Linked DNA regions of Mus musculus: region 2 is linked to region 1. A link is a contact called in public promoter capture Hi-C data. All regions are on one chromosome and are shown on one strand. Each heading gives the region's core, a stretch centred on a gene start, on an enhancer-like site or on the middle of the called end of the contact. The rest is flanking DNA. Distances are from core to core; before and after follow the strand shown.

What was found. Promoter capture Hi-C pulls out the DNA fragments that hold promoters and counts their contacts.
Region 2: a contact with region 1 is called in a promoter capture Hi-C map of pre-B cells, with 2.1 times the contacts expected there. The contact joins the promoter of D030025P21Rik here to the promoter of Acot4 in region 1.

Annotation. Positions count from the first base shown.
Region 1 is chr12:84,034,964-84,042,465 of GRCm38.p6, forward strand. It overlaps Acot4 (acyl-CoA thioesterase 4), which reads left to right and starts at 3,416. Exons shown (of 3, transcript NM_134247.3): 1 at 3,416-4,004; 2 at 6,874-7,076. The coding sequence starts at 3,548. The region is part of intron 1 of Gm40474 (a long non-coding RNA gene); the gene reads right to left.
Region 2 is chr12:84,870,881-84,878,382 of GRCm38.p6, forward strand. It overlaps D030025P21Rik (RIKEN cDNA D030025P21 gene), which reads left to right and starts at 4,922. Exons shown (of 1, transcript NR_028577.1): 1 at 4,922-7,502. It overlaps Ltbp2 (latent transforming growth factor beta binding protein 2), which reads right to left and starts at 5,611. Exons shown (of 36, transcript NM_001370743.1): 1 at 4,876-5,611. The coding sequence starts at 5,351.

The sequences.
Region 1 (7,502 bases), core at 2,166-4,665:
TTGTTAATTAAGTAGATGTGCTTCCAAACAGGATGGTGCACCCCAGTGTAGAATTAGGGTTCAAATAAACAAAAAGATGTGGTGCCCAAGCCTCCCCAAAAGACTGTCTTGTTGGAAACCTTAAACAACAAAGTGCATAAAATCAAATCATGTGAAAAATAAAGCCACAAATGAATTCTATGACAGCACAAATAAATCAGGTCCTCATGGGAAAAAAACAAACAAACAGGAAAATAGAAACAAAATGAAATGTCTTTGCTTTGAGTATACATACAGTTCGGTTTTGTAAATTAACATCTTTCTTCCCTGCATGCTTGATTGATGCAACAGAATAGACTTTCCCACTTCCCTGATGCTCTGCCCTTTCTCTACCATCCCACACCACTGTCATTCTCCTTTCTAACTTCACCACTTTTCCTTATATTAGTTCAGCAAACATACAAGAAGTTTAGAGCTTTCTTGACTATCATGTTGAGGGCAGACCAGGGGGAGGATAACTCCTGCAATGTAAAACAAGAGACATCACTTTCTAGAACTTTGGGAAAGAAGCTATCAAAACTCCTATTTATTTATTTGCTTTGCAATATATACGATTTACATTTATAAGAGGGAGAATTCATTCTCCTAAGAATGATTAAATAAGCATAAATCCGCCATTACGTGAACATTTATGGTACTGGCTGTGGTGCCTGTGAAGAAAGTAAGGGACAACATATTGATAACTCTTTGCCAGCTTGGAAATCAAAGTGAGGCACCTATCCTCTCTCATTTGCTTTGTATCAAATCTGTTCTTTCCTTTTGGTCACTATGACAAAAATTCAGGTTGATGAAGAGATAGCTGAGAAGGGCGCACATAGGCACAGCTAAGGAAGTTTGAGGTCACACTGCTTGCCTTCTTGCACACACTCATGGGTGGCTGGGCTTTTATAAGGATGATATATGCTCATTAGATATGATGAGGAGGATTTAATGATGATGACAATCGTAAATCATTTAGGTTGGAACCCCAGAATGGCTGCTTATTAGCTGCCAACATATCCAAGCCACTAATTCTTTATAACAGCTAGCTATTCTTCCTGAGAAATAATTGCAAATACGTGCATTAAAATAGCTAAGATATCTGAAGAAGAACGAAGACCAAAGTGTGGACACTTTGCCCCTTCTTAGAATTGGAAACAATCACCCATGGAAGGAGTTACAGAGACAAAGTTTGGAGCTGAGACAAAAGGATGGACCATCTAGAGACTGCCATATCCAGGGATCCATCCCATAATTAGCCTCCAAACGATGATACCATTGCATACACTAGCAAGCGTTTGCTGAAAGGACCCTGATATAGCTGTCTTTTGTGAGACTAGGCCGGGGCCTAGCAAACACAGAAGTGGATGCTCACAGTCAGCTATTGGATAGATCACAGGGTCCCCAATGGAGGAGCTAGAGAAAGTACTCAAGGAGCTAAAGAGATCTGCAACCCTGTAGGTGCAACAACATTATGAACTAACCAGTACCCCGGAGCTCTTGACTCTAGCTGCATATGTATCAAAAGATGGCCTAGTCGGCCATCACTGGAAAGAGAGGCCCATTGGACAGGTAAACTTTATATGCCCCAGTACAGGGGAACGCCAGGGCCAAAAAGGTGGGAATGGGTGGGTAGGGGAGTGTGGGGGACTTTTGGGATAGCATTGGAAATGTAATTGAGGAAAATACGTAATAAAAAAATATTTTAAAAAAGTTTTAATTTTAAGCTTAAAAAATAGCTAAGATATTAGATTATGAAGTTTTATGAAAATTATAGCTACCATTTATGTGATATTTACTCTATTCCTGGTACATCCAGTTCTCAAAACACTATGATGTAACTACTGCTATATCTAATATACAAGGAAGCTGTAGGGAAGAAAACCTGACTTGAAAGCATGTAACTGTTCCACAGAAAAATTCTTCTTGTCCCGATTCTGGGCTGTGGACATATAACAATAAAGTGAAATCAGCACCTCTCCTTTTGAAAAAATTGTCATTTAAACATCATGTTAAAATTGCTGATAACAACCTTCTTAGCAATATAATTCACAAAGTCCCTGCTCATATTTTACTTTACGTTGACCAAGGGACAGAACATCGCCTCAGTTGGCAGTCAGGGCCTTCCTCACCTTTGCACTCTTCCTTCTGGAAGGTTCAGTTTGAACGCCTGCCTTATGTGTATCTAGTGGCATGCCAACAGCATCCTAAACCCCAGCCAGATGGCTCCACAAGCACTCATATATCTGCATCTTAGGCTGCACCATTTCTAAAAAAGATTTATTTTATGTATGTGAGTACACTGTAGCTGTACAGATGGTTGTGAGCCTTCATGTGGTTGTTGGGAATTGAATTTAAAGACCTCTGCTCGCTCTGGACAACTATACTCACTCAGTCCCTGCTCACTCTGAACGAAAGATTTATTTATTATTATACGTAAGTACACTGTAGCTGTCTTCAAACGCAGCAGAAGAGGGCATCGGTTCTCATTACGGATGGTTGCGAGCCACCATGTGGTTGCTGGGATTTGAACTCAGGACTTTCAGAAGAGCAGTCAGTGCTCTTACCTGCTGAGCCACTCCCTGCACCATTTTATCAGCCCATTGGACAACACTGGACCTTGGATGAAGCCAACTTCTCAGAGAACTTTCTATGGCACCCTTGACACCTGCTCGGCCCCTAGAACGTTCAAGCCGCCCTTAATAGCACCCCTAGTAAAACGGGGTCGAGCAACCACCTCTGTGGCCTCTTCATCCTGTACCAGAGAGCCATTTGCATCTCATTGAATCTGGGCTTTGGGGCCAGGAGAGGATGTTGCCCACTAATTAATCTTGGCTGTCAATTTAACCACATCTGGAGTCAACTAAACCCCAAGCAGCTGGGATTGCCTGTGAAGGATTTTTCTTGGTTGGATTATTTTGAGGTGGGAGACTCACCCTAAGTCCAGATCATTTGGCCCTAAATCCAGATCATTTGGCCCTAAATCTGGGCCACACAAAAGGACACGGGAGAAGGGACGTCTTCGTGTCTCTGTCTGCGCATGTCTCCATCCTGTTCGCTATGTTCATATTTAGAGAACCCTAACTTAACACAGTTGCCTTTCTCAATTTAACTGTGCATTCTAGTTTCTGTGCTGGGAGCTGTAGCATCCAGGGAAGTTTTTGTAAGCTGAGTATCTTAAGACTAAAGTGGTATAAAGTTGTAATTTATTACAAAGTTCTTGCTCTTGGTTCCGTTTTGTATTTTTATAAAGCTGCTGAATCCACGGAAGGATCGTACTTTGCCTTGATTCATTCACTTGGTGTGTCATCACCAATCACTTTCACAACACCACGTGGGAGTGGCGAGAAGCAGAATCCTATAACCTGGCTCAGCCCCGAAGCATGACCTTTGGCCGGTCTGTGCCCAAATTGCTGACAGATCATGGTTCCTCTCTTGTCTGGGTCCTAGAGACGCACTAGGTCGGCTCCACAGCAGGCCAGGCTCCGCTCCGGACTCGCGTGGCGCTCCCCGAGGCCTCCAGCTCCTAATGGCAGCGACACTGAGCGTGGAGCCCACGGGCCGCAGCTGCTGGGACGAGCCGCTGAGCATCGCCGTGCGCGGCCTGGCCCCCGAGCAGCCCGTCACGCTGCGCTCTGTCCTGCGCGACGAGAAGGGCGCGCTCTTCCGAGCCCACGCGCGCTACCGCGCGGACTCCCACGGCGAGCTGGACCTGGCGCGCGTGCCCGCGCTGGGCGGCAGCTTCTCGGGGCTCGAGCCCATGGGGCTGCTCTGGGCCATGGAGCCCGATCGGCCTTTCTGGCGCCTGATCAAGCGCGACGTGCAGACGCCCTTCTTGGTGGAGCTGGAGGTGCTGGACGGACACGAGCCCGATGGCGGGCGGCGGCTGGCGCGGACGGTGCACGAGCGTCACTTCATGGCTCCCGGGGTGCGGCGCGTGCCCGTGCGCGAGGGCCGGGTGCGCGCCACGCTCTTCCTGCCCCCAGGTGAGTTGGGTGGTTGAGAGGTGGGAGCGCGCCAAGGGCTGAGTCTAGGGGTGGGGTTAGGGTTTCCTAGGAAGGTGCTATTGGCCATTTCAGTGGTCACTCAAACAGGTTGGGGGATTTTCATACATTAGCAAGTGCCCTTTGCTTGCATTATCTCATTTAATCTCTGTCTATCCCCAAAAGATAGTGTTATCCAGCTGATGAAAAACACAACTGAACTTTGTTGCAATACGAGGTTAGGAAAAATGAGACAGAGGAAACTGCCACATTGTCCTTGACACACGCAGCCCCTTCTCCCCACTCCACCCCCACCCCTAGTCAGTACATACAAACACACACACACACATACACACACACACACAACCTCAAGGGTTAAAGCCATAGTACATCCAGATTAGCATAAATTGGCTTTGTTCTTATTGTTTTTGAATTTAACCTTATGGGGGCTTAGTGGTTAAGAGCACTCACAAGCGTTCTGCCATTAACTTTGGAAAAGTAAAACCCAATTTTAAAACAATTTATTACTTATAGAATTAATATTAGAAGCATTACCATCATATTACAAAGTTTGGCTGCCAATTAATACCTATGAATACATGCAAGCTTTAATGTTTTATTAAAGAGACATTACTTAAAATTTTATCTTTAATTCTACTTTCTAGGATAAGAATCACATTAATTATTATCTCAACTAGAAGTATCTTTAGAGACCCAGCCTCTTGGCCTGCCTTATGCCACGTGTTGGAAGGACTTTAAACTTGAGTTATCAATTTTAAGGCTAACCATCTGTTACCAATGTAACAACTATTAATCTTAACTAATAACTTATGAGCTGATTGTGAAAACACTCAGAGCATATTACCAATTAAAAAAAAAAAAAAACAAAGGAAGCAGTTACATTTAGACCAATCAGAGAACATTAATTTTTCTAGCTATAATCATAGAATAAAAAGTACTTTATCATTTGCCAAACACATTAATCACGAATGTAGAGAACCCTCTAAGAAAAAAAAAAAGTTTATCAGCTTTTTTACCCCAAAACTAAGAGGCTGTAGACTCTCCTTTTTTCCTATAAGGAACAGCTTTTCCAGCAGGGGCCCTCTTGCCGTGTGCCTGTTTCCTGGTTGAAGCATGTGGCCGCTCTCGGCTTTGCAGATAAAGTTTTTTTTTTTTTAGCCATCTTTATTATCCAACATAAAACATAGAACATTCATTCATTCAGACTGGACACGAACATACATGAAATTGAACAAATGAACAGATTGGTGCACCAGACATTAGACAAAGACACAAAAGGGGCAGAGTACTTCTGCTGTAAAGCCCAGAGAGAACAAAGCAGGGCACCCCTGAAATTTCTCTCTGCTTTTTGGGACATTTTCCTCCCGCATGATGCAGTTTTTAACTGCGGCCATCTGCCTGATTAGTAATTTCCTTTTAATAAACCCTTTCTTTTCTCACGCCTAACTGGGAGCTACGGCTAACCACCTGTTACGTTCCTAGCCCCTAATAAACCTCACTGGTGAACCTAAGTGAATTAGCGTGCAGGTTTAACGCTGTTTCAACTTAGCCCATACCGACTTTCTCCGGTATGAATTTCCTTTAATTATTTTCTTCTTCTATGGAGCTCCAAACCAGCAGTGCTTCTTCCAAATGTCCTCTGTTGTTTCTCAGTCCCGCGTTGGGTCGCCAGATCTGTTGCGGCTGGCCAGCGGCTCACATGTCTGGGTTCTAGTCTGAGAAGCATCTTGGAACCTGGAAGAGAAGATGGGGCTAGGCGATGCGAGAGAGACGGAGCTAAGACAACCAGGTTCTAATCAAAGCTCAATTTTACTATTTCGTGCACCGAGTTATGAAGGAAGGGGAAAGGGCCCATTCCCGCCAAATCATCCTGGAGTCAGCTTCAGGTGACCACGTCGGAACAGCAAGGCGGCAGGCTCCAGCAGTGGGAGTGGCAGAACGATAGGGTGACAGGCTCCACCCTGATGCTCTCTTCTTGCTAACAGTGAAACCTGAGCTGGGGGGGGGGGGTTAGAACCTGGGTTCAATTCCCAGCACCTGCATGACAGCTCACAGCTGTCTGTAACTCCTGTACTGGGAGATCTGACACTCTCACACAGATAAATACAGAAGCAAAACTCTAACACATAAAAATAAATGTATTTTGTTTTCTCATGTGTGTATGGTTTGTGTGTGCTGGTGCTCACGGGGCGGGGAGGGGGGTGTCAGAAGAGGGGATCAGATCCCCTTGAGCTGGGGTTGCATGTGCTTGTGAGCCCCGGTCCTGGGTCCTGGGTCCTCTGCAAGAACAGGGAGGGCTCTCAACCACTGTAACACTCTCCTCTGCCACACACTTCCCATTGTCTGCAGCCCTTGGCAGAGCAGGAGGAGGGGACAGTCTAAGGCTTGCAAATCCTCCTTCCAAAATGTACTCCTCACCCCAAGGTTTAGCATGGTCTCCTGGAACAACAGCTGATCTGTAGAAATATGCAAATATCCAGTCTTAAATGGTATCACTTATAGCATTCACCCCCTAGAACCATGGGATTGATCTACAAACAAAAATCACACACTCACACACCTTCGATTTTTTCATGTAAGTTTACAATTTTGTGTTGGGCCAAATTCATAACTGTCCTCCTGTGGCTTGTGGACCACAGTTTGGATTCCAGAAGAGGATTAAAATGCAGGAGACAGCTTAGATTTTTTTTCTCTCTCTCTCCAAAGCTCCGGTGTCTCCGTTCAGTAGTGACCCAGAGATCTGTTTGACTGGATTCATAGAAACCAACTAAACAATTTCAAAAGGTGTCTAAAAGAGAAGCGAATTCTTTGGATTGCATGATGCCTTTGCCTTGTCATGTCCCCTCTGTAGGACAAGGACCCTTTCCAGGCATCATCGATGTTTATGGTGTTGGAGGAGGCCTGTTGGAATACCGAGCCGGCCTTGTGGCTGGCCATGGCTTTGCCACATTGGCTCTGGCTTTTTATGACTTTGAGGATCTCCCCAAAGAGCTCAACGTCATAGAAGTGGACTACTTTGAAGAAGCAGTGCGGTACATGCTTCGACATCCAAAGGTTCTCCTTGTGTGCTTTACTTAATCCGTGTCCCTGGAATTATCTCTACAGAGGTGGTCTCCTGCTCCAGCTGTACTGAGGCTGTTCTGTCCTTTGTTCGTGAGGAAGTTTCTTGGGGAGATTTTCTTGGCTTTGAGCATCTAACACTTCCCCTTTCTCTGTTGCATAGCTTCATAAACATTTAATAAAATGAAATTTCATCTCATATACTAGTAAAATTCCTCTTGCCATACAGACTAGATATCTTCCCAAGCTGGCTTTATAACCTTTCATTTTCCTCTCAAATTTCGCCACAATTTGCCCACCCTTTCCAAAGGCTAACAACTACTAAGTTGGACACTGGACTCTGTTTCTATGAAGTTAATCATTTTCTAGGATTGCCTCGATGGAGTTGGACAAATGATTCACATCTTGGGCCACTGATTA
Region 2 (7,502 bases), core at 3,672-6,171, 840 kb after region 1:
GGAGCCTACTTGGGTGGAAAATCATACCATACCTCCTACTCAAAGAGACCCCATCCCCAGATACCCTCGGGATGGCTTTGCAGCTAAGATGGTCAGCAGCCAGGTCTCCCCTGACTGCCTATAGAGGAATCCTAAGGGATGTCACGGTCAGAGCAGAAAGTGGCCAGAATCAAAGGCTGCCAGCACATGTGGCAGGATGGGCTGGAGGGGTACTGAAAGGAGGCTCAGATACTCAATGGGCATCTCTGAGGATATTGTAAGGCCCAGCCAGGAGAGCCTCTGGGAGGTAATAGCCTGTGTCTATGCTATATGAAACCTGCATAATCCCAGACTTCCATATCAGACATGATCTCCTTTGTGGAAAGCTCCGCTGACGAGTGTCTACCCCTCCCCCACACACACACTCATTGTCACACTCACACATCATTTAGTAGTGGTGGCTCATGCCACTGCAGTCTACCTCTGTCTTGAGTATCTTGAATGTTCTTTTCTTTTTCTCGTTGCCTCTGTAGGCTAACAAGGTGCCGTTAAGTATGGTACCTATTCGATGCTCCTTCTATATGTCCAGCCCAGGGCTCCCTTGGAAGTGGGCTGAGCATTGCCAAAGGTAGGAAAGGGATGTTAGGTTTACACCTCAGCACTACTGACTCGCATGGCAAGGATTTCACATCCCATAGTTTTCCTCATCTACGTAGGCTAGTGAGCAGGTCTCCGTCTGAGGCTGGGTCCTGCCACTGGACACACCCAGTTGGTTTCTCCATACTTCATGCACAGGGCACGAAGTTCAGCTTCCAAGACAATGGGTGGCAGCTGACCAGAACTGAAAAACTTCTTTTTTAATTTCAAAATTCCTTACATTTCCTTGCTCTCCTTGTACTACTTTTAACTAGCAATAATGATGCAAAGTTTCCTTTTAATTATGGATTTATTTATGCAGGAGAATGAGTCAGGTTTTTGTTCATAATGATAAAAAAATGTAAGACATCCAGAAAGAGGAGGATGGATAAATAAACTGTGGGATATTTAGACAAAGGAACAATATACACCAGTTAAAACGAATAAACTTGAGTTGTATATGTTCATAGTTAAATCTCAAATTCCTAATAAGGAAGGGAAAACACTGTAAGGAAATGCAATATGCTACCCCTTGTCTAAGTTTAAGATATGAAAGACAACATTGTATATTTTATGGATATTTGCATCTGTTGCAATAGCATAAAATACATGTTGGAAATATTTAAATCCAAGTGATGGTTGGCTAGGGAAAAGGGGAGGCAAACTTAAAGAAGAAATCTCAACTCTAGTCTTATTGCAACTTTGATATGATATGCCAAGTTGGGCTGGTATGCATGGGAAGTCTGCCCTTTTCTGAAAGAAAATGAAGAGGACCTGGGGTTAGAGGGACTGGCAGAGGGAGAGGAAGGGGAATTGCAGTTGGGCTGTAATATGTGAGAGAAGAAAAAAATGAAAGTAAACTAACTTGTGAGCCCTGCTATCTCCAATGCCTTTTGGTATTCATGCATAGTTTCATAATTTACATCAAAAGATATAACACGGAGTCCTGTTACTGTAATGATGTATTGACAAAGAGAAGAAGCTGGCAAGGTGGCTCATCAGACAAAAGCACTGGCCAAGCCTTCCAGCTGAGTTCAATCCCTGGAACCCACTTGGTGGAAGGAGCGAGAACAAGAGAATATGAACAAAATATTAAGATGGTCAAGAAACACTAAGTACTTGTACTGACTAGTTTTGTGTCAACTTGACACAGCTGGAGTTATCACAGAGAAAGGAGCTTCAGTTGAGGAAATGCCTCCATGAGATCCAACTGTAAGGCATTTTCTCAATTAGTGATCAAGAGGGAAGGACCCCTTGTGGGTGGGACCATCTCTGGGCTGGTAGTCTTGGGTCCTATAAGAGAGCAGGCTGAGCAAGCCAGGGGAAGGAAGCAAGCCAGTAAAGAACATCCCTCCATGGCCTCTGCATCAGCTCCTGCTTCATGCCCTGCTTGAGTTCCAGTCCTGACTTCCTTGGTGGTGAACAGCAGTGTGGAAGTGTAAGCTGAATAAATCCTTTCCTCCCCAACTTGCTTCTTGGTCATGATGTTTTGTCCAGGAACAGAAACCCTGACTAAGACAGTACTGGAATCAATAAGTCCCCTGTAGATTGTAGTACACAGCTACACGGCTCACGACTGCCCCTCAGACATTTAGCACAATGTCTGACACATGTATTTTTTTTCATCTCCAGTACATTAACAATTCCATAAGGAAAAGATTTTTGTGTCTCTTTCCTTCCTTCTTTCTTTCTTTCTTTCTTTCTCTCTTCTTTCTTTCTCTCTTTCTCTCTCTCTTTCTCTCTTTCTTTCTCTCTTTCTCTCTTTCTTTTGGTTTTGTTGCTGTTACTGTTTTTGTTTTTCCAGACAGGGTTTCTCTGTGTAGCTCTCGGTATCATAGAACTGGCTCTGTAGACCAGACTACTCTAAAACTCAGAGATCTGCCTGCCTCTGCCTTCAGAATGCTGAGATTAAAGGCGTGCATCACCACCACCTGGCAGTTTGTCTATTTTATCTACTGCTATATTCCCAGGGTTTTCATAATAGTGCATATTAAAGGGGTTCCACAAAACAGAACAGAACAACACACACACACACACACACACACACACACACACACACAAAACCAAAAAAAAAACTCAAACCAAAACCAAAAACAAAAAAAAACCTCAATTAGCAACTGTAGTTCTACATTCTACCAGCAGATGGCACTTGATCCCTAGATCTGACCTGCACACGACGGCCAGAATCGACCTGGATTGAGGAAGTTAAGGAATAATTTTGTCTTGGGACCCCTTCCCAAGAGATGAATGGGATGACAGAAGAACTCAACATCTATCTACCAAAGCTTCAGGAGACAAAACTGAGGCTCCAACTCCAGCACAGGTATACATCTGTGTATCTAGCAGGTGCCCATAACTTCACACCTGGTCATTGCTGTCAGCTTTGTCCTAGTGACAGTCTGCTTTGCTTCACTTTCTGACTTCTAACAGCACCTTGCAATGCGCATGCATGCGCGCGCACACACACACACACACACACACACACACACACACACACACACACAAGCACACACAAGCCTGCAGCATAACCATCCCCTCCCTATGACAGCCAGACTTCATCTCAGCCTCAGCCCCCGGCTCCCCTATACCAGGGGCAAAAGCTTATGGTGAAAAGCCCTAGTTCTGAGTTAAGCCTGCATGGCAGCCTCATCTCCAGATGTGCCACTCTGGCCCTCTCCTTCCTCGTCTATGCTCTAGGGCCCCAGGTCAGTGTCTCTTCCCTGACCATCTTCACTATATTGTACTGCTCCATTGCCCTTGACAGAATTGTCCTGTGCTTTTAGAAACACATTCACCAGCACATACTGCTCGTGCCTCCAACTTGATTTTAAGACATTGGCTTGCCCTCCAGCAGGTTTTGTATTCTGTGGGTCCCCGAGCCCTCTCCCATGCTCAGCACATGTAATCATGCAGTTGCCTGCACAAGTCAGAATAGAGGGGAAAGCTGAAACGGGGCAGGTGTCCTGCTAACTCTCCTTGAATGGTCTTACGCTGGAGCCACTTGGCAGCACTCAGCTCTATGCCCTGCAGACTTTAGGCTAGGCCTCCAAAGGTTAGTAGGGAATTCATTTAGACGCAGAGAGGGCCAGCTACGTGCAGGCACTGATCTGCTGGGAACATGAAAGCTAACAAAACCCTGCTTAAGCAGAACTTGTATAAGTTTGAACACATACATAGAAATAGAAATACGTGAGGGGGGAATAAATGCTATAAGAAAGCATAAAGCTGGATGAGGGCACAGAAGGGATGAGACACGGTGAACTTTGCTAAGATACAGAAGACCGTTGCAGGCAAGAGAAGAGTATGTGTGCAGAGCAGGAGGCAGAAGATCCTCTGTAGTGGGACTAGGCGTACAAGCAACGGGAATGCTACCTGGAACTACAACGGACAGATAAACCAGGCTCAGGCCAAGGGCTGCCAAAGCCCCTCCTAGACTAATCAATTGCACCTTGCCCAGTCTGGCATTGCCAGGCTCCTGTGCCTTCACTCCAGAGACACCTGGGTACTCAGGAGAGGTCCCCAACTCATTAAATCCTGGGCAAGGCGTTGTTGGGGCGGGGAGGGGACCTCCTGTGATAACAGAGTCCAGAACCCGCAGCGAGTGGTGCAAAATAATAAGTTGAAGAGTTGGAGCGAGGCGTGGCTTTTCAAAATGTGCAAACAACGCTGACATCTAGACTTCCTGGAACACAGACCCAGTCCCTCGCACAGGTCAGGGCAGCCTTCTCTTTCACAGAGCTCCTAAACCCTTGCCTAAGTCCTCTGCGTGTCCCAGCAGACCTGAGCCCGGACTATACACTTGTCTTGGCGCGCCTGCTTCGCTGTCAGCCCGTTCCTGGAGATGCGTCTGTCTTCGCGCCCTGATGTCCCCACTCCCCCCCCCCCCCCCCCGCCCAGATCCTCCACCTACTGGCGCCCGGAGCCAGTTTATCCTTCTCTGGGCCTCAAGAACCCAGAGCGCCCACCCAGCCACTGCAGCTCGTTAGCCCAGCACAGAATGAGTGAGAAACGCACACGAGCTTAACGTCGGGGTTCTGGGAGAACTGGTGTCCAAGGGAACAGATAGTAGATTTATTTTCCCCAAAATAACTTTTTGAAAGCTGGTCCGAGCCCCGGTTTCGGAACCTCGGAGCGGTTTCTCTAGTAGTTACTGAGGACAAAGGGACAGGACCCGCACTCCACTGAAGGCGTAACTGTCCGGGATACCCGCATCCCTTTGCTCCACCCCGCCCCCAGCCCTATCCCCTCTTCAGTGCTCACCCGGTGAGCCGCCCTCGCCGTGCAGCCGCGGGTCGCTGAGGGGTTTCCAGGCGCGCGACAGAAGGTGCAGCCCTGGCTGCTATCTGCTGCTGGCCCCGGGGATGGCTTCTCCGAGTCTGGACAGGTGGCTGGACTCGACGCAGCTGCTGGGTTCGGGGTGGCCTCCTGGCCTCGGCCTCTGCGAGCCTCCCAGGGTTCCCCTGGGCCGGCTGGTTCCACTCAGAGGGCGACAAGCCGGGGACCGGCGCGTCAGGCTCTCGGAACAGACTGTACACCTTGGCTGCAGCCGCTGCGGGGTGGCTGCCCACGGGGTGCCACAACCGATTCGCATCCCTGCTAGCTGGTTCGTATCTCCCTATGGAATCCCGTTGGGCATGACTTGTCCCCATCAAGACAGCCAGGACAAGTGGCAGGAAGCCCCTCCAACGCACCCGTCGGATGCATCCGGAGCAGCGAGCGGTGGTCGGCGCTCTCATGGCGCCAGAGTGGCTGCAGAGCTGTGGGCACCGGAGACCTCGCGGGGAGGTGCTTTCCATCGTTCGCTCCACAGACCCGCCTGGCGACTTGCCCCTTCCCGTCTAGGGGACCTCTGAAACAGCCGTTTGGGGGTCCAGGGGTTCCTAGGTAAGGGCTGTATGGCGTGAGCTGCCCGGGCTGCGCACCGAGCCCGAGCCTGCCGCACCTTCGCTCCCGCACTGCCGCCGTCTGAAGGGGAACCGAAGGGTTTTATTTTTGGAAACCGCCCCCTGCTTTTTCGCCTCTTTTATCCACGCCATGCCCCCCTCCTTGGAGGGACAGCTCGGCCCCCTTATTACGGGAGACAAGAATTCCAGCAACACCCTCTTTGGCACCGAGAAGCGAGCGGGCGGCGAGGGGATTAACCCGTGAGGAGCTGCGGGCGACAGGGCAGACCCGGGGACTGGAAAGACAGATGGCGTCTGCCTGGACCAGCGCACCTGAGCTGCCTTTTTCCTGTCCTGGGCAAACTCAAGTTGTCCACCTGTCCTGGATGTATTTTCTGTTCCTGACCTCACGGACCCAGATGAACTGCTTCTCGGGCCTGAAGGAAGCTGGGGAAGGTACCCAGACCGGAGTAATGGGGACCGAGCCCGAGGCATGCGCGCCTGGTCTCGTTGCTTCCACCTCTGACCGCTGGGGGCGCTAGGCGAGAATGCAGGTGTCCCTGGGGCAGCTCCCAAGAGCCGGTTGCCTATGGGGAAGGGCAACTTGGGGCGCGCGCCCCCTGGTGGAGCTGGTCACACCCTTGGCCACCGTGTTTTGTAGCGACACACTCTGCCAACCTGCTTAGAGCCTAGATCTTAATCTGCTTCCTGTGGCGCCAAGCCTTGACCTGGGCCTATGGTGATGGTGGATGCCCGCTGGAAGAGTTGTTCTCTTTTTACAAAGGTAGGCATGGAGCCTCTTGAATAAGGTGACTAAAGGAGAGTATTGCTAAAGATGGAAATAAAACCCAGGCTAGTGGCCTCTGGCCCACAGTCCACTCTTTGAACTCCTACCACCGCCCCTCATTCCTTGGAGAATTTCCCCAAGGGGCTGCATGAGCCTTTGAGCCCTGCTGGGCCGGGTTCTCACACCTTCTTGTATTGAAGGGGACAGGGATGTCCGTTGCCTCCCACCTAAATTAACCTTCTTCCCTGTGTCCCATGCCCCAAAGCCTAAAAGGCTAGGCATATATGGTTTTCCTGAAAGTGTTTTCACAGCCTACTGGCTCCTAAGCAGACAGGATAAAAGAGCCTGTAAAGGCACCAATTACAACTTCCCATACCAGCCCCTCCCTTCCCAGAATCCTAAGTAATACCTAACTGGATTAGAAAGTCTCAATATTTGACACTGGCCTACGGAGTCCTCCCTGCCCGGCTGGTTTTCTGACCGATCTGAACTTACTCCTGCTCGGTATTCATTACACAGTACCCTCACAGTCTCTGCTTGGCAAATGTTTGATGCATTGTGACGGCTCATCTCTCTACCTAGAGTATTCATCTCCAAGAGGTCTTCAGGACTACCTCTTCATTTCACCTCACAGAGCAAACATCGGCCCCTACAGTGGCCATGTGTGTTCTTCCGCTTCCCATTCCTGTGAGGAAATACCCAAGCTTGCCCACTTACAAGGGGAAATCATTTCCTGGGGCTTTGTTGTTGTCTTGGGTTGGTTTGGTTTTTGTTGTTATTCTTTGGTTTTGGTTTTTCTCAAGACAGAGTTTCTCTGTTTAGCTCTGGCTGTCTCCTTTGTAAGACAGGATGGCCTTCAGCTCAGAGATTTGTCTGTCCCCTGAGTACTGGGATTAAAGGCATACGGTGCCACCTCCCAGTTCTTCCCTCCTCTTTTAAAACATATTTTAAAAAATTATTTTCAGCTATGTGTAGGTGTGTGTATATGTCTACATATGGGTGTGTGCACACGAGTGCAGGGTCCTTTGGAAGCCAGTTACACAGGATCTCCTGGAGCCGGACTTACAGGTGATTGTGAGCCACCCAAGGTGGCTGGGAACTAGGGACCTCTAGGGACAGCAAGTGCTCTTCACCACCAGCTCTCTTTAGCTCCATTCTTCTTTACTTAATACATGTCAGACAGGGTCCTTGGCTTGCCAATTTCTACCAGATACAAG